Regions from separate parts of the Mus musculus genome. Here region 1 is linked to region 2. Evidence: chromatin contacts called from public HiChIP or PLAC-seq data. All regions are on one chromosome and are shown on one strand. Each heading gives the region's core, a stretch centred on a gene start, on an enhancer-like site or on the middle of the called end of the contact. The rest is flanking DNA. Distances are from core to core; before and after follow the strand shown. Region 1 overlaps Kdm4c (lysine (K)-specific demethylase 4C). Region 2 has its middle 71 kb from the start of Gm24170.

Region 1 (3,085 bases), core at 101-2,600, 740 kb after region 2:
AAACTCACAAAACAAACAAACAAAGAATTAAAACTCAACAAAGATTGAAATGCTTAAATGTTCAATATCTTTAGTCATCAGGGAAATGCAAATTAGAATTTGATATTTCATCTTAACTCAGAATAGCCACGATCAATAAAATAAACGACAGCAGTCTGTGGTGGGGAAAGGATTCTTCATTATGGTGGGGGTGCAAACTGGTAGGGGCAGTCTAGAATTTAGTGTGGAGGTCCCTCCTGAAGCTGGGAATCAATCTACCTCAAGATTCAGCTGTTTGTTTATTTTTTGGGGAAAATGGGTCTCACTTTGCAGTTCTGGCTGGCTTGGAACTCACTGTGTATAGCAGGCTGGCCTGCAGTTCCTAAATCTGCCCCCAGAATTCAGGGGTTAATGGTGTGGGCTACCATTCCTTTTTCTTCACTATTGAGTCTCATTTGAACTTCTTGGGAAGTATAGTATACTGTCATCTTTTTTTTTTTTTAAGATTTATTTATTTATTATATGTAAATACACTGTAGCTGTCTTCAGACACCCCAGAAGAGGGCATCAGATCTCATTACAGATGGTTGTGAGCCACCATGTGCCATGTGGTTGCTGGGATTTGAACTCAGGACCTTCAGAAGAGCAGTGCTCTTTTTTTTTTTTTAACCTGCCTCCTCCCTCCCCCATACGTGCTCTTAATCGCTGAGCCATCTCTCCAGCCCCTTGTCTTATTTATTTATTTATTTATTTATTTATTTTTGCAGTTCTGGGGATAGAAACTAGAGTTCTGGAAATAGAAGCCATATGTATACATGCAATGTGTATTTTTGTCTTTATAACTATAGTGTTGTGAATCCGAAAGTACAAATTTAAAAAATTAGTGGTAAATGAAACAAGATACCATTAACAGTAAGTCTTGACAGGGAGCTGACAGAATTCATAATTTACTTCAGGTGTGAGGTTTAATTAGAGTGAAACAGACTCAGTTTTTACTTTTACATTTTCCATTTACATATTGCAGCTCATTTTACTTTTCACCCCCCCCCCCCACACACACACCCAAAGCTTCCCTACACACTTCCCTCTCTGTCTCTTGGAATTAAGTGATACACTGAAAATATTTCATATTCCGTGGTAGCTTAATCCACCCACGCAGTCAGAATAATCCCTTTAAGAAGGTTAGCCTCCTTGCTCCACTTCCAGCAGCTCTTCATTTGGGGTAGCAGCCTGCAGTTGACCCTGTGTTTGTGAGGCTTTGTTCAGCCCATCATTTCCCACTCCTTTCCTCTGTTCGCTTACCTCTCAGAGTGGGGCTGATCCTTTGTTCTTCCTCCCTTCTGATTTGTACTTTACTGTTTATTTAGTTTCACCGCCCCAGCCACCTTTCTGAAAGCTCAGCTGGAGTCCAGTGCCTTCGTGCACGTCTGGCCTGTAACCCAGACTCCTCCTCCTCTTCTTTTGGTGAATTGTTTATTAAGTTTTTGAATAGTGACCCATTAGTTGCTCTGCTTGTTTTTGCATCTACATACATTTAAAGAAAACAGTAACATGTACAACGTGCTAAGTACTTGCTAGATATGGGAGGAAGGCAATGCTAAAACTGCAGCTTTCATCTTAGAAGGGAATAAGAGATTCTCCAGCCATTTTGAGTAACCATGGCCTGGGAACACAGACTTATGTGACCTCAAATTCTATGTTCCAACATGGAAGCAAGCAATTTAGGATCGGTCTTATCTTACTGTTACCAGGCTACTGAACTCATAATGTAGCCCAGCCTTTAAGTACAGTGATCCTCCTTGACCAAGTGTCCAGGGTAGCTGCACTTGCAGGCTGGGCTCTTTGTCTCTATTTTTTTCAAAGACAGGGTCCTATTATCCATACTGGTTCTGAATTCTACATAGCTCAGGTTGATCTAGCATTTGTGACTTTCCTGCCTCAGTCTCCTGAGTGCCCCACCACACTTGGACCCCTCCCTTTTCCTTATTTTCAGGCGTGGTTTTGGTCTACATCTCCAGCTGTGCTTCCTGCCTCAGCTTCTCAAGTGTGAGGATTTGGGGCTACCCCCTCCTTCCCCTTGCCCCCACCCCCACTCTTGTGTTTGAACTCCATCCTAGTGCATGCAAAGCAAGCATGTACAATTGAGCTACACATCTCCAGCCTCAGTTTAGAAATCTTGACTTTTCTTCCTTTTTCATTTCTGTTGTGAAATTTTCTTCAGAACATACCAAATACTAATTGGATCTCACTGCACACTATATACATTCACTTCTGTTTTGTCTGGCTAAATTTTCTTTGGATAAATCTCTTCCTTGGTGTTTCCCCCTTTTCATCCCCCCTTCCTCCTTCTCCCCTCCTTGTCTTCCTTACTCTCTTTCTTCACAGCAACAAGAAATGAAAATATGAGCAAGATTCCTTTTTTGCTTCAGTTTCCTCAGAAGAGGTATACTTAGGGAGCTTAGTTCTTTGAATGGTGTGACGAAAATGACTGAGTTCAGGAACTGGATATGTTAAGGGGTAAAGGTCCAAAATTACTTGCTGGCATACTCAGATAAACGCCAAACTTCTTTTTTCTACTCTCTCTCTCTCAACCTTCTCTGTCTTGTTTTCAGCCATATCTGCCTTCTTGGAGATCTCTTGAAGAATAGAGCAGAACTGAACCTAAGAGATATCTCTTCCTTTAGGCTTCTCCTGGATTTTATTTCTCTGAACCACCTTCGATTGCCTGCTTTGAAACCGGAACCCCCTCAGTTGGCCCTGCATTTTTTAGTAGTTACTATTGTAAATCAGAACTCTTGAAAAGCAGCTTTGTCTCCAGAGCTTGCCTGACTGATTAGAATTTCAATACTGTGGAGAGGTTGGAATGTTGCAGGCCCAGGAGGTAGTTTTACCTTATCTTGGGCTGGTTTTCCTCTTCTGCACGCAGTAGCCTTTCTTTTTTCCTGGCAGTCTTGTGAGTAGTAGGTCATTTCTTCTTGGACTCTATTAACATGGTAGACCACCAGCTTCCACCAACCAAATGCTAAGAATGTCATCAGAGACCCTTCTGTAGCCTAGCATATAGCATAGCATAGAAAAGCTTTCCCTGTCTTGCTGTGACTGCCCC
Region 2 (3,095 bases), core at 50-2,549:
CTGGTTCAATGGAATTTTCTGGTGCAAAAATGATTAGAAAGAATCTCATCAGCCTAGAGCCTAGCTAGCTAGCTCTATTCCACTGTCATGCCTTTATCCCAAGACCTGTGGTTTTCCTCTACTCTTGCCTAATCCCCTTGTCCTTCCTGATGTTCAAAGCAGGAACAGAATCAAGGACCTGTATTTTCATCGTTTGCTGCCATAGATCTATGATTAAACACAAGGTTTCCATTCCCTCCATTGCATACACCCATCATCTCACCAGTGGACAAATGGAGCTTTTCAAATATTTGTCCCTCACATCATCTATTGCTATCGAGTCTTTGAATTTCTGTCATGCTGCACATGTCAGTTTAAAGCATAACATCATTAATACCTCCAGTACACTAATTGATGTTTCACACATGAATGAATTAATGGAATGTGTTACTGTTTTTTCTCACAGGACATTAACAATCTACCACATGCTGCATCCCTGAAGCCCTAAAGAGATGCTGAAAACTGCTAGCTGTCACATGAGCCTTCGGTTCCACCTCAGTAACTTTAAGCTCAAGTTTATCACTGAAGCATCACTCATGTGCAAAGAAGATACATGCCTCTGAGGGCTTTGGAGCCCTGCTTCAGTTACCATAAAGAATAATGAGAGGCAATAGCTGGAGAAAGTGGGGCAGAGTGGGTCTGAGCAAAGAGACAAAACCCTGTCAGGAAGTAATAAGAAAGAATGCCATTGTGATCATTCACTCAGCTTCTCCCTTTTTTCTGTGGCTTAGATAATGAAGGCAGTATTGGTTTCTCCCTAGCTTGCAGTCTAAGTCTGCCTTCCTCATGGCACAACTGACATATTTCCAAGGACCGTTAAGGAGCTTTTGTGCACACACAGTGTTTAAAGGAACTTCCTTATGCCCTTAAGAAATCTTTCAAGCTGATTTGCCAAATTAGCCCCATCCTGAACACTCAGCCTTTCTTCACAGGTTGCCTAAATAGAGTTGTTAAATGTGTATTTTTAGTGTTCTGTTTGTCTAGCTGCTCTGCAAAATAAGAAGAAAAGCAAAGGTAATTCCATTTCAACAACAGGATTTCTTCTTAATTAAAATTGAAAGCTTTCCCAACAGGTGCTTAAAGCCTCTCCTGGAGACATGGATTTTTCTTTTACTATGAAGCTAAGCATAAATTCTGAGGTGTTTGGCTTAGTAGCAGGAAAGAGCCAGGAATAAGCAAAGGCCTTCAGTCCACAGAGGAGGAAGCCTTTGTTATTTGGCTAGATTTTAGCATATGTTAACTGCTCTTGCACTAACCTCCCTGTAGGGTTCTTTTCCCCCTAAATTGAGACCAGAAAGATCCAGCACAAAGGACACAGTCACCTGTGCCAGTGAACTATAGCACAGCAGTAGTCAACAATGTACTCTACAACTCCTTCATTTATGTCCTGGGGAGAGGTTTAAAGTAGAAATTAAATGTAACCTCTGAATGTTTCTAGTCACTAAACCTGAACCCTAAACACAAGCTTACAACCACAATTAAACATCTAATCAAAAAAAAAAATCTTGTTTGAGAACAAAATTCATAGATTAACTCTTTGCTGGACTATGTGAATTATAATAAGACCTTAATTGAATGGCTCTAAAACCCAGGCACCTTCATCTTTCAAAACTACTTCTTATAAGGAGGAGAAAAGCTATGTCAATCTCCCAACCTCGGTTTCCTAACAGTGTTAGGCTGAGCTTTAAAGATGATGGTACTCCCTTTATAAACACAAGCACACATAGCATGTCCTTAACTTTAGGCAGAAACAGATAATGGAATTAAATCACACAGGATAGTTTACATTAAGAGAAAATAGAACTTTATTCAATTATAACAAAGGAAAGGACTTTTGCAAAAATGTCAAGACCAAATCAGTTGACTCTGAATATAAGGAAATGTTGATTATCCTAAATGGATAACTGGGATGGATATGTATCAGAGATTATTTTTGCTAACTTAATGATGAAGCAGCTGTGTTGAGTAAGGATGTGTGGAAGAGAAGTGCAAGTAATCTCTTAGATAGATAGTGGCTTCCAACTAACAGCAAAACTTGGATTATCAGTCAGGCATCAGCAAAATTAAAACTTGTTTAGAAAGTGCTTACACGTTGGAATATGCTACCTACTGTACCCGCCCACAGCTACAGGAACCGGGTTCCCTAAAGGAAGCCTGGGTCTGTATGGGAGAGATTGTGAGAGAAATAAGGAACCAAAACAAAGTTTTCTGAACAAGGCCAATGTTTACTTAAGAGTCTGAGTTTATAAAGGGAGAAGCCCATCGCCCATCATGCCAGGCTCTTGTTGCTTTGTCACCAGGCATTGCTTTGTCAAGATCACCTCAGGAAGGGAGGTTCAGCCTCTCATCAGGTAATAGCATCTTGGAAGAAACCCCAGATGTGGCAGAACAATAGACCTTATCTAGGTCAGAAGACTCCACCCTAAGTGGGCTAGCTGACAGTGACAGAGCAGGTCTGAGCCAGTCTGCTCAAGGCTGGGGGAGGCTACAACCTACCTTCTCTGCAGGCAGTTTCAGATATTCTATTTTTATGCCTTGATCTTTGACCCATTTAAAGTTGATATGTGTGTAGAGTATGAAATAAGAAACTAGTTTCCTTCTTCCACATATGGATGTCCAGTACCATTTGTTGAAGATGCAGTCTTTCTTCCAATGTAATTTTAGAGTCTTTGGTAAAAGTCCATTTTTTATCTTTATTGCTATGGCAATGTTTACTCAGAGTCTTAATTATATTGTATTCCATAGCTCTATGATAAGGATTGCTACTGGGCTGTGAGGCACTGAGTGATTAAAATTTCAACACCTTTCAAATATACTCTGTTCTTTCACAGATTCCTTGTAATAGCATGCTATTATAAAGATTATGGTAATTTCATATTAACAGCTAACTCACCAAATACATGAGAAATGCTATAGACTTCTGCACTGGAATCCTTGTAGTGAGGGTCTTTCAGGGACAAGTCAGTGTCTTCGAGGAGGTCCTTCAGCTGTGGCAATCTGGGAGGATGGCACTGCTGAAGTTTGAGAAGGTCCTTGAGACCTTCTGCCTGTTGTTA

The links. HiChIP or PLAC-seq counts read pairs in DNA pulled down with a chosen protein or histone mark.
Region 1: a contact with region 2 is called in an H3K27ac HiChIP or PLAC-seq map of embryonic stem cells, with 2.7 times the contacts expected there. The contact joins two enhancer-like sites. A contact is called at or near these places in 1 of 39 promoter capture datasets (cranial neural crest) and 1 of 115 datasets of contacts at active chromatin or transcription factors (embryonic stem cells).

Annotation. Positions count from the first base shown.
Region 1 is chr4:74,256,736-74,259,820 of GRCm38.p6, forward strand. The region is part of intron 1 of Kdm4c (lysine (K)-specific demethylase 4C); the gene reads left to right. Among named protein-coding and RNA genes, the nearest start is that of Kdm4c, 6.4 kb to the left of the region's middle. Within about 2 kb of position 1,351, at least 36 of the 459 cell types and tissues checked have an H3K27ac peak or open chromatin away from gene starts, as enhancers often do. A contact at or near this core is called in embryonic stem cells, where this site is marked.
Region 2 is chr4:73,516,417-73,519,511 of GRCm38.p6, forward strand. No RefSeq gene overlaps it. Among named protein-coding and RNA genes, the nearest start is that of Gm24170, 71 kb to the right of the region's middle. Within about 2 kb of position 1,300, at least 9 of the 459 cell types and tissues checked have an H3K27ac peak or open chromatin away from gene starts, as enhancers often do. A contact at or near this core is called in embryonic stem cells, where this site is marked.